Regions from separate parts of the Danio rerio genome. Here region 2 is linked to region 1. A link is a contact called in public Hi-C data. All regions are on one chromosome and are shown on one strand. Each heading gives the region's core, a stretch centred on a gene start, on an enhancer-like site or on the middle of the called end of the contact. The rest is flanking DNA. Distances are from core to core; before and after follow the strand shown.

Region 1 (6,578 bases), core at 4,018-6,517:
GGTTCATCTTTACAAGGAACCTGCTGAATGGAAAAAAAATACTTAGTGATAAAAACCTGGACTATATCATGCTCTAAAATGTTTGAAATAAAAGCAGCGTAACAGGACAAGCTAGTGGTGGAGGTTTGCTAGAAAAATCTGTGAGAGAGGATGTTGTGTGTGAGTCAGACTGAGATAGACTGTTGTATGAATGTGAGAATGCATTCACAAGAGTGTGTGTTAGTTTGAGGATTTTGCTATTTTAAATATTAGGGTCCAACAGAGTAATTTGTTTAGTTAAGTTGTTTAAAATTATTTTCATTGATTAAATACTTGCCCATTTATAGATGTAAAGAATAACCAAAAGAAATAATGTATTAAAATGTCATTATATTTTATATTCAATCTGCTAATCATTTGTTGTGAAATTTGAATGACTTCCATTCAGTATATGAATAAAATTAAATTAGAATAGGAATAAAACAATAGAACTCTAAAAAAAATACTTCCTATCAAAATAAAGCAGGTGCTTTTACCTAAAGGAACTTTATTAGTATGGTTCCCTGCTTCCAGTTAGTTCAATTTCAGATACCTCCATAATCTGTACTCTGGTGCTTTATTTGGTTCTTGACTTAAGAGTAACTGGTGTCGCATTCCAGGTCCATCACAATCTGAGCTAGAAGGACAATATGACAAAAGACAAGACAAATATGAATACACATAACACACAGAATAAAACATTTAAAGATGTAGTTTACTATTCTGCCACCATTTATTCATCCTCTACTTGTTTCAAAGCAGTTTGAATCTGTTCAACACTAAAGCAGATATTTTGAAGAATGTTAGAAACCTGTAACTATTGATATACATAGTAGGAAAAACTGGGTTTGTGTTCATTCATTTTCTTTTCAGCTTCATCCCTTTATTAATCTGGGGTCACCACAGTGGAATGAACAGCCAACTTATCCAGCATATGTTTTACACAGCAGATACTCTTCCAGCTGCAACACATCACTGGGAAAAACCCATACACTCTTATTTACACACATTCACTATGGACAATTTAGCTTACCCAATTCACCTGTACCGCATGTCTTGTGGGGGAAACCGGAGCACCTGGAGGAAACCCACGCCAACACGGGGAGAACATACAAACTTCACACAGAAATGCCAACTGACCCAGCCGATGCTCGAACCAGAAACATTTTTGCTGGGAGGCAACAGAGCTATCCACTGTACCACCGCACCGTCTGAGTTTACAGTATGTTCAACAGAACAAAAAAAAAAAATTGAAACAAGTGGAGGATAAAAGATGTCATTATTATGTCATTATTAGATTTTTAAAATAAGCTATGACCTCACACAGTGATAAAATAGCACCAATAAATCTTGTAATATTTTAATAATAAATAAAACATAAAATATATTATTTCAGTTCCCAACAACCAGTCTGACATATACAAGTTACAAAATATGTACAATATTGTACCTGGTGTGCTTGATGATGAAGTCAAACAATTAGTAATGCACTGATGTGAGAGTTGTCCTTTCCTTCAGCTTGCATCCTTGCATGATTCCTTTCTTTTCTGTAACAAATTAATAAAATACAATCAATTTATAAAAATATTATTTTTACTTGCCACAAAACCATTTGTTTGGACTTGATACATATGTACAAGATTAATGGTGCAATTCAGTTTCCAGGCTGTTTTGAAGTAATATAAAACATAAGATATGGATTTTAAGCTTATTTAACACAATTGATTTTATTTTTTAACAAGGTTTAATATTTCATAACACACTTAGCCTTCTTTTTTAGCTAATTAATTTCCTTCATAAGTCATTTAACACATCATGTTTCAACTGTGGATTTTTTTTCAAACGTTTTGGCTTTAAACATTTTTTTTATGCAGACCAGTCTCAACAGTGGCCAGCATGAACCACATAACGTTACTCTGCAAACTTTTGCTGAAACTTGATAAAACACACATTAACAAGCAAATCAAGATCATTAGGATTAACGTTACCAAAAAGAGACTGTTCGTTCAGTGTTTGAGCTAAAACCAGTACAAAAGCAGAACTCGGCACCTTTTACAACTGTATAAAACGGACAGCATATGATTCATTCATTCAAGCTCCCGTTTCGACACTGTTCTTCATATAACACGTCTAATTGATCATTTAATTGGGAATAAAGAGCGATTAAAAGGACAATTGTTACTTAAATGAATTTGTTAAAACCCCGAGCACAATCAACTTAACATTAACGTTACTGAACTGACGGCTGCCACCATTCTTAGCCGTTTTTAGCCATATTATCCACATATAAGTTACAGTTTTATCACTTTTCAAAACAGGGGCTTTTCTAACTAATAAAAACATTACCTGACGACAAATATCTCACAAATATGATTTTAAAATAATAACTTACCCGACATAAAGAAGAAGATGAAATGGCGGACTTGACTTCACTTCCTCGTTTGAAAAAAATAACCGTCATTCACGAGGCTCCGCCCACTCCACCGTAATGCAAGGATGAAGCGAAACACAAATTCGCCACCAGGGGGCAGTTTTACGATTATGTTTTTAAATAAATAAATAAATAAATAAATAAATAAATAAATAAATATATATATATATATATATATATATATATATATATATATATATATATATATATATATATATATATATATATATATATATATATATATATAAATAATATTATATATATTAGGGTAAGGGTAATTAGGCAAGTTATTTTATAACAATGATTTGTTCTGAAACTGTAGAAAAAATATATAGCTTAAAGGGGTTAATAATTTTGACCTTAAAACACTTTGAAAAAAATAAAAAACTGCTTTATTCTAGTCGAAGACTTTCTCCAGAAGAAAAAATATTATCAGACATACTGTGAACATGTCCTTGCTCTGTTATGTAACATGCTGTAATTCTAGAATATTTACTGTTATTTTTAATATTCAATAGCTTGTTATATAAAAACTATAACACTTTAAGATATATCTACAATTAACTAATTGCTAATTAACATGCTTATTAATAGCAAAATGTCTATAAAATTTGTGTACGCTGTTACAGGTGCATTAAAATTGGTCAGATTTATTTTATTATTTTTTGTGTTCTGTAGAATAAGTAAATAAAACTTTGTGTTGTTTACAAAGATCAGCTTATTCACGAACACATTCATGTTATTCACATTCTACTGCTCAGTTCTCTGACATTTTTTTCTACATAGTACATATTTTATTCATAAACAAAACATTTATGTCTATTTAATATTCAAATTAAATAAAAAAAGAACAATGTTGTATGTGGCATTTAATCAAACAAAATCATTGTAAAAATGTAGAATTGCAAAAAATAACACCAAGAAAACAGCACTTTAATTTAGCATTATTAGATTATGAATTCATTTGTAAAATTGTTCATTAAAAAGTAGTACTAATAGCAAATTAAATCCACCCAGTAGGTGGCGGTAGGACACTGTCTTAATTCATTCAAATGGAGAAACTGAACAAAACATTAATGGATCAAAACATAATAAATAATGAAACTCATTGCATTTATAGACATTTATAGACATACCAGGTAATATGAAAAAAAAATGAATTTTACTCATGCTGGAATATTTACATATAACAGATAATATAAATTTATATTCGTAGCAGCCTTAAAGTAAAAATAAATCCATTATTGAGGAAATAAACTGAATTAATATGTGATAAGGTTACAAACATATACTTTTCCGGATAAGCAATAGCTTATTCCTATTCTTAGTAACCTAAAAAATCTTTTTCAATCTCAGAAAGTCTTATTTAGAACATGCAATGTTATTATTTTCAGAGAAGGTGTAGCGCTCTCACTGCCTGATGAGGGACAATAATGTTAATATAACACAGGAAACACAGAACTGCTGCTGCTTCACCTCAGAGTCTGTGTAATGTTTGAGCAGCAAGCCCCTCCCACTCATTAGGTATGCAGTCAATAGGCAGAAGTAGCCGATTGGAAAAATGTAAATCCTTGCATCACATTACATTAATTTACAATATTTATTTTCTATTTTCTACTTCATAAAACGAAAGTGTACAGACTTAGAAAGACAAATTAACTTTGATTTTCAATTTCTAATAATTTGTAACCACTTCAAAGGCTCCCGTTCATTTATAGTTAAACCGTAACTAAAAATACACAACTCGCACTACACCCGATGTGTCACACACAGGCCACATCTGGCCCACATACAGCAGGCCACAACTCACACTAGACCCGCTGTGTCACACACGGGCCACATCTGGGCCACATATGGCAGGCCACAACTCACACTACACCCGGTGTGTCACACACGGGCCACATCTGGCCCACATATGGCAGGCCACAACTCAAACTACACCCGGTGTGTCACATACAAGCCATATCTGGCCCACATATGGTAGGCCAGGACTCACACTACACCCGGGGTGTCACAGACGGGCCACATCTGGCCCACATACGGCAGGCCAGAACTCACACTACACCCGGGGTGTCACAGACGGGCCACATCTGGCCCACATACGGCAGGCCACAACTCACACTACACCCGGGGTGTCACACACGGGCCACATCTGGCCCACATACAGCAGGCCAGAACTCACATTACACCTGGGGTGTCACACACGGGCCACATCTGGCCCACATACAGCAGGCCACAACTCACACTACACCCGGTGTGTCACACACGGGCCACATCTGGCCCACATACAGCAGGCCACAACTCACACTACACCCGGGGTGTCACACACGGGCCACATCTGGCCCACATACAGCAGGCCACAACTCACACTACACCCGGTGTGACACATATGGGCCAGATGTGGCCCATATGTCTCCTGCCATTGCCAGAAGTGAGCCATATGTGCCTTAGTTGGCCCAGATGTGGCCCAGAACTGTATGCTATCTGGGAATAGTTGATAAAGTTTCCATAAGGAGCAGCTCCTGGATTTTCACTTTCCTCTGAGTTCACATGGGCGTCATGAGCCTCCATGTCTGTCCAACAACAAAATAATTCCTGAAGGCGAGCGGTAGCCTAGAAAGTAAATAGTTCCACGTTTGACTAAAACTATACACAAATCAATGACGTTACAAACATTCAAATTCAGCAATAAAACTAAGATATTCGAGAATTTACCAAACTATAAATATTAGTTTTTAGATTACAAAGTTTATAAACGTAGTCTCTTTTTAAAAGAGAAAAACGCAATTATTAACGTTACTTTTGGCCCTTCTGCTTTGCCATAGAGTTACGAAAAGGAACTGCGCATGCGCACTAACACCTGCCTTTGACATTGAGAACAGCATTGCATTTCCTCATACTTTGAGTTGTAAACTAAACAGGTAAGACTTTGCATTTTGTAAATAAACGCAGCAACATTAATCTACATTCGGCCTTAAACGAGGGTATTTATACAGAAGGAACTTGAATGAAATGTATGGTGTTTAGTGCGAAAGAAATCGAGCTGTTGAGATCTAAGACGCTAACTCATGCTGATACTGTGTTTTCAGAAATCAAAGAAAATAAAATGAGTTCTCACGAACATCTTTCAACACTGTGGCATTATTTGACTAATGAAATTAGTATATGGGAGCCATTTTTAAAACAATGTTAGCTCATACGTAGTTCGAGACCCTTTATCTCAGATCAATTACTGTTAAATTAGTTATTAAAAGAGAAACACAAACTAAAAATCAACCTGTTTTCTTTTTAACAGCTATTAATCTCAATACAGTTTGTAGCTGATTTTCTAAAGCGATATTTTGCACATTTTCTTTAAGGGTTAGTTCATAAAAAGAGAAAGCCAATTGACTTGCCCTTAATCCACCCAAGAGAACACTATTTGTCTTAGTAAAACAAAAAATAAATAAAATTAAGCTTGTTTTCAGGAGAGCCACAGGCAGTGGTGTAGTCCTTGCTATATGAACTTATACTCAGTATGCTTACTTTTTTCCATGAGCTGTTTGGGTATTACGACTTCTGAGGATCATACCCTCGGTATACTCATTTGTTTTGGTGATTAGACTTCCCTAATTTTTATGTAATGAGTTTGGTGTTTGAGTTTTTCGAAGATCATAACAAATCAGCTGAATGATGTCTCGCTGTAAAGTAAAATTATAAAACAGCATGGGCATTGCTTTAGCCCTCCTATATTTCCATTCAGCCCCCCTAAAACTTTTGCGATTACCCTATGAACTGTACACTACTAAATGATCGCCTCATTCCCCTTTAAATTTAATGTAAAAACAGCGGCAGAATCCCGCTCCTAAACTTGTTTTTCAGTTAGTCAGCAAACCACAGCTGTGCAGACCGTGAGCACAAGGTTTGTTTATCAATAGATTGTTAGAATATCTGCATATTTGCAGTTCTTTGCTATAGAAACACTTGTTTCCTTGTTTGAGATATATATATATATATATATATATATATATATATATATATATATATATATATATATATCAAATGAATCAAAGACACATTGACTTTCGTCGTTTCTTTGCCTACTTTTAAAATTTGGATTGGGTGGGTAAGAGTACACTACCTTTTATTT
Region 2 (7,212 bases), core at 761-3,260, 40 kb after region 1:
TTCAGACGCTTGTATCTGTATCTATTGGGGAAAAAAAACGCTCCTCTTTACTGTCTTTCCCTCTCCGCTTCACACACACACACACCAAACTGCAGCACCGCCCCTTAAAGGACCCGCACATTTTACAACACGTGTAAACATAACGGTTGTTTGTAATCCAATATGATTTTTTTGTTATTATCAACATGTTGCTTGCCATGTGTTGTTGATGTAAGAATGTATTCAGTTTGATCGGAATATTCACAATGATTTTAACGAGTGCGCGTTAGAGCTGCCACTGCACACACACACACACACACTGTGAGGTGGGGAATCCAGTCATAGGAGCTCTCAACTCGCCGCACATTCTGCCTTTATATTCTGCTCTGTGTTTGTCATAAAGTCCTGCTCAATGCAGGTTTTGTATCAAAATGTGACTCCGAGGGCAAATCTGCTCCAGCAGTTGAGTGAAACTCTCAGCAGTTTATCAAACTTTTCATCGATCATTTTCCCCGCAACTGACAGCAAGAACGAACATAGAAGCGTAGTCTGATCGACAAGCAGCACCAGCATGTGTTCAAAAGAATCTAAAACGCCAAATAGGATGAATCTATGTCGCATATCTAAAGTAACACTATCTGTATCTAGCTTCTCGTTTGTACAGTGGCTCTGAACAGTCAAAACACCTCTAAGATAGGCTTTACAGACATGACATATTTGTACATCACTGTAACACGTTTTATTCAAGAACAACTGAGCTGGCTTCAGCCCTTAGCTCTTTCCTTTTCATTTTATTGAAAGTATATTTAACTTGCTTGTTGATTAAATCCCATTTTGTTATTTAACCTACTATTTTTACGCAACAGTCTTATGCATATTAATTTGCTATAAAGACAAGGAAATAATTTATTTTTTGCATGTTGATTCATGTGAAATCGTGAATATAAGTCTATATAATCACCTTGCAATTTTGAAATAATAGCTTTTTTGCTCTGAGCATAAACTATTCAGTTTATAGGAGCGGTTCAATCTTTTCTGATGTTTGCTGAATAAAAATAAAACACTTTGAAATATTTATAATTATTGGCCTATATATATTGTAACGTTCGCTCGCAGAACGTATTTTGGATAAGTGTGTGCGTTCGTTTGTATGTGGGTGTGTCGTTTCATGCATGTGTTACAGGTACGAACGGCATTGGAGGATCCGCATTTCGTGCTGATGACGTTGGCCTCCAAGTCTGAGGAGATATTGGTTATCGGTATCGGCTAAAAAAATCTATATCGGTGCATCCCCACAAAAAACAATTCGTAAATACACAAATCCAATTCGTAACTTCAAAACACAACTGATAAATACAAAAATTCAGTTCGTAACTTCAAAACACAATTCATAAATACACAAATCCAATTTGTAACTTCAAAACACAATTTGTAAATACACAAATCCAATTCGTAACTTCAAAACACAATTCGTAAATACACAAATGTAATTTCGAAATTCAAAACACAATTAATAAAAATACAAAACAATTCATAAATTCAAAACACAATTCAGAAATATACAAAACACAATTCGTAAATACACAAATCCAATTCGTAAATTTAATACAGAATTCATAAAATTACAAAACACGATTCATAAATATACAACACAATTTGTAAACGCACAAATCAAATTAGAAACTTTCAAACACAATTCCTAAATACACAAAACAAAATTCGTAAATTCAAAACACAATTTGTAAATTCACAAGTAAAAAATCAAAAACATTCACCCAAGTGAATTGGATTTGTGTTCTTATGAACTGTGTTTGGCATTCACGAATTGTGTTTGTATATTTGTGAACTGTGTTTTGTGTATTTACAAATCATGCTTTGAAATCACGAACTGGATTTTGTAAGTATATAAACTGTGTTGTGCATGTATTAATTTTTAAGACTGATCTGGCTCCATAGATACAAGCAGCTCTGTTTCAGTGCGCAACAAGAGGAAGTGAGGCATCCGCAATAGCTCAGGGTCAAAAAGCCGAACGTTTGATTCATTCCCATTACATCACTGCCGTCACACGCATCATTTCTGGCACAGATTTCGCTGATGTTGTCATAGCGGGGATTCAGAACGGTCAAACAGGGTTTTTGGCCATATGTGTGTTTTGGGCTCAGCTTGCTTGCTAACAGAAGGGTTTATAGCGTCTGGCATTCTCTGGCTAACTCGATTAGAGTCTCTGATAAGTGAAACATGACCTGAGCCTGTCCTGAGCTGCCAGAGATCCGTTCTCTGTCTCTCAATGTCTTTGCTAAACAAAACCGTAGCATATGACAAGGTCAAGTCAACATGAGTCTGAGAAAGAAGACTGATAGCTCAACATCTGATAGTGAAAATTCAGCTTAAAACTATTTTCGGTGTTATATTTCTTGGGATATCTTAGGATATTGGTGTAAATGTTTAGTTTAATAAATGGTTACAAATCTCAAATTCTACACTGTTAAATTACTCTTGCTGCCTTAAATTTAGTTGAATCAAATGAACATTTCTAGTCATTTAAACTTACATCAGTCAAGTTGAACTTTGTATAACTTCATTCATTTAGCTGAAACCTGATTAACTTTTTAAAATAAGTTAAAGCAACATAAAATATTTGTTGTGTTCAAATTTTTCATTACATCTTTGAGAGTACATGTAATGCAATGGGAAAAACAACAACATTTAAGCAACTATTTGCTAAGCGAGTCTTTTTCTTATACAATACAAATAATATCTTATATATAATAACTAGGCATAGGACGATAAACGGTTTCAAGGTATACCAATGTTTGGAAAAGTCAAAGGCTACGTCTGAAACCCCCTATTACGCAGTAGATACTGAATTTCAATTTAAAAGTACTACTCGGTCGTTAGAAAGTACGTTTTACACAGAATGAAAAGTATGAATGGAATTTGGACGTATTACATCTGCCATTTTGTCATGTGACCGACCTTCGTCAGTTGCATCACTTCAGTCACATCATGAATTCTCTCATGGGGCATCATGGGATAGCGCAGCGTGCATGGAATGTGCACTTAAGAATCTCGCCGGAAGTAGTAAGTCATCCGGGTACTTCTCGCATACTGATTTTCGAATTCTATGAATTCCGACATACTACTCGGCTCACATACTGATTTTAGCATACTGTATAGTAGAGCTGCACGATTCTGGCTAAAATGAGAATCGCAATTTTTTTTGCTTAAAATAAAGATGACGATTTTCTCACGATTCTGTGGATGTAAAATAAAAGTATGGTAAAAACAAACATATGGCACAACCTCGATAATAATAATAGTATGTGTAGATCTTCTGGTTTCTATAAATAATTCTATTCTACTTATAATAATTCTGATGTTGATTTATTATGTTTGAGATATATGCTTGCAGTCTGTCATATTAGACAATTTTATTCACTGGTAAAATCAGACATTTGCCATTATCAGATTATATTCAACAATATATAGGCCAGAGTAGTTATACTGACATTATAAACATTTATTTAATGCACAACGGTGGGTTCACTATGAAAGAAAAACATATCAAATGCTTGTCAGAATCATTACTCTAAAATGCGATATGATCATTTAAATGAAGGGCACACTTTCGGTTTAATTTTAACTGCTAAGTGCTTGTTCATACTTCGCACGCGGCTCCCAAACGATCTCTCTGTGCCACAAACTGAATATTATTTACAAATGTATTACCTGTAACTCGCAACATATGCAGGTTCTGTTCACTAAAGTAGACGCGCGCGTCTATCATGAAGTAGAGCGCACGCTCGCGCCCTCTCTGTGATAACAGTTCACGGTCAGCAGCTCACGTCACGTGTGATTTCCCGATCGCGAAAACATCATTATATTAAGACAACGACATTTTTTTGTGAATTTTACCTTATAAATACAGTATGTGACTCATTCAACATCATTTGGAGGTGTCAATGTCACCGAGCAATGTGTGTAAAACAATGAAAAGACTCGTGCAGCCGCCTTCTCTCCTGAACTTGAAAATATTATTGGCAGAATCGTTGAAATGCTGGATTAATATCGTCAAGGGGGTCGAATCGAGATCTTTTAACGATTAATTGCGCAGCTCTAATTTTTGCGATTCTGTCAATCATATTGTCAAGTTCAGGAGAGAAGCAAAGGCGGCTGCACTTGGCTTTTCATTGTTTCACGTATGTTGCTCAGTGACATGGACACCTCCAAATAATGCTAAAAGAGTCACATACAGTATTTATAAGGTATAATTCACCTAAAAATGTCATTTACTTTACATCAACAGAATCGTGAGAAAATCTTTAAAAAAAAAAATTATATTAATAATTTGCGATTCTCATTTTAGCCAGAATCGTGCAGCTCTACTTCAGACTATATCGTACAACCAAAATCTATAAGGTTGCATCCTTAATTGTTCTGCTGGTTAAAACATAACATATAAATGTGTCTGAATGCAGAAGAAGCCTACGTCAGCAATGCACTGCTTTTGATGTGTGAAATGTAACATTTTGAAGGTTTGTAAACAAAAAAAAAAAGTCAATTGGACAATGCAGTTGTTTTAAAATACAATATATTAACATTTTAATGTAGAAAAAGCCAATGTGGGTGTCTTTATGAGCACAAATACAGCATACGGGCTCTTATATGCAGTTGTGTCATCACTCATATGGCAAGTCATATCTCTCCGGCCCTTCGTTTGGGATGCTTTTCATAAACCGACCCCCATGCCAAACTAAATGAATAGTCCTGGTCTAGGGGGTCAAATCGAGATCGCGATGTTTTTCCGATTAACGTGCAGCTCTACACAATAGCATCCTAATGTTTAAAATAGGGTTGTAACAATATACCGGTATAACGGTTTACCACGATTTGAACGTGCACGATTATCATACCATGAACAATTGCATATCAACGGTTTTAACCCTTAAAGACCGAGACAGGCGCCCGCGGCTAAAAATAAGTATTGCTCTTAAATGTTTAATAACTTTTGATCCGCTGATCCGATTCATACAATTCAAAGATTGGCATAAAGAAGAGAATCTCAGCTTTCCAGTGCTGTATTCCGGACTTTCAGAGGCTCCGGAATCAGTGCGGTTACATCATCAACATTTGACAACGCTGATTTGACAAAGAAACGCTCGTCACTGTGTCTCCGGACAAACCAGACATGATACATTGATGCATTGTCCCTCCTCCATGCCCAGATTGGTTCAAACTCGCTATATCACAACCAATAAGCATAGGTTTCGCTTTTGTTTGTGGACCAACAATGAGCTTTTTGAACAACACGGAATGAGAGAAAGGCATACATTTATGCGCGGCTAAATAAAACGCAAAAAAAAAAAGTTTTGCATGAAATAATTCTCATACTTAGTACTTTTGCATGCACAGCAGCACAGAAACATGACAAAACAGTGACACAGCAAAGACGAACTGCTGCTCTTGCTGTTTTCAAAAGACGTAAATGAAGATGCAGCTGTTTGTCTGCATTGCATACAACCATATCCAAATCCATATCCACAGACAACCATATCCATGCTGGCACATAAAACCTAAGGATGTTCCATATTGAATCTAGTTTCGTTATTTAACTATTTATAGTATAGTAAATATTTATATCTATTTTTTACTGAGGATTTGCACCATGTTTATTTGGACTTTATTTGGATTTTGACACATTATTTATTATTTTCTTATTTTTATTTGTTCATTGTAAGTGGTGTTGTTTATAGTAACTAAAAATATATTATTTGGAAAAAGTCAAATTTGCTTCACTGTTCTATTATTTTGTAACATACCGTATACCGCGAAACCGTCAAACCGTAGTATTGTTTTAGACGATTATCATACCGTGAAAAATTCATACCGTTACAACCCTAGTTTAAAAAAAATATAATCAAACTCATTAGGCGACCGCTAATAAATAAGGGACTGAGTAGAAGGCAAATTAATGAATGATCAAACTCATTAAAACTTTACTTTCTCTTTAAAAACACAGGAAGCTGAAAACATCAAGAGCCCTTTTAAATGTTAATTAAGCGTAATGATGTGTTCAACAGAACTTGACACTTATTTATAGCCGCGTGCGTAAGGCAACCGCTCGACGCATCGCATGACTCAGTCAAAAAACCCCAGCAGAGCTTCAGTCCTGGAGTCCAGAGCATTAACTATTCAGTGGCAGACTCCACTCCAGAGGGACGCAACCTGGAAACACACCATGACACTTCAGCAGGGGCTGAAAACATTGAGCAACGGCCAACGAAAGCAGAAGTCATGATGATCTGATGCCATCGTTATGAAAGTAAAACACATTCCTTCAGGAGAATGAGCCCAAACAAGCACGGCATGAATAAGAGTGTGTGCATGTGTGAGTAATGGTTGCGGAGTGAATGAAGGTGGAGTGAATGTTTTGAGTCCTCAGGCAATATTAAAAGCACACAGAGATATGTGTACACACAAATAAAGCGTGTGCTATTGTGTTAATACCACAGAGATGTACAATAGATAACAGATCAAATCTGTGCCTAAAACAAACGTTTACGCAGGAAAAAATTTTATCAGAATCAATAAACCACTGGACAAGAGCTAAACTATACATTAAGACAATCAGTCTTTTTAAACAGACACTGGTACAGACTAGGAATGCTCAAAACAATCGATTAACCATTAACCAAAAAGGTGCATTTTTAACCCATTAATAGTATCAGTTTATAGTATCATATTATTTTCAATATTTTTTTTAAAGTTTGGCTGCATAAGAGGCTGATCACACTGAACTTTTTTTTTTTTTGTCCTAAGAGGTGAATCTTTTGAATGGTTTACTAACAGCCATGAGTGTTTTGCACGCTGCTTGTTCGCCCTGCACGCCTCACATTTTTGCTGTTGCGCACTGTGTGCTCGCAGTTGAAATTAGTCAACACTGAGCGGTAGAGCTGTGAACCTACACTAGTCTCACGGTTCGGTTCAGTTACGATTATCATGCCATCGATTCGGTTCAATTCGATATTTCGGTGCATCATGGTGCATTGACGATGCTTTTCATACACAGTTTTATGTTTATGTGTGTGTGTGTTTGTGTGTGAGAGAGAGAGAGAGAGAAATGGAGTACTTTCATTCTCTCGATCTCAGTGAAATAGGGGCTTTTGTTGTATATGTCAGTGCAAGACTGATCCAGCAAACACACACAGTGAAATTGTGCACAGTTTATGAGT

The links. A called contact is a pair of places that touch in the nucleus more often than the background predicts.
Region 2: a Hi-C map of an unstated tissue shows a contact between it and region 1, with 1.8 times the contacts expected there. The contact joins the enhancer-like site here to the promoter of cox14 in region 1. A contact is called at or near these places in 2 of 18 Hi-C or Micro-C datasets (caudal fin and an unstated tissue).

Annotation. Positions count from the first base shown.
Region 1 is chr22:5,995,147-6,001,724 of GRCz12tu, forward strand. It overlaps cox14 (cytochrome c oxidase assembly factor COX14), which reads left to right and starts at 5,268. Exons shown (of 2, transcript NM_001302766.1): 1 at 5,268-5,370. bcdin3d (BCDIN3 domain containing) reads right to left here and starts at 5,197. Exons shown (of 3, transcript NM_001423406.1): 1 at 4,924-5,197. The coding sequence starts at 5,020. It also overlaps a transcript of s1pr4 not described here.
Region 2 is chr22:6,038,456-6,045,667 of GRCz12tu, forward strand. All of the region lies in intron 1 of cers5 (ceramide synthase 5), which reads right to left. It also overlaps a transcript of s1pr4 not described here. Among named protein-coding and RNA genes, the nearest start is that of cers5, 28 kb to the right of the region's middle. Within about 2 kb of position 2,011, at least 20 of the 62 cell types and tissues checked have an H3K27ac peak or open chromatin away from gene starts, as enhancers often do. A contact at or near this core is called in caudal fin, where this site is marked.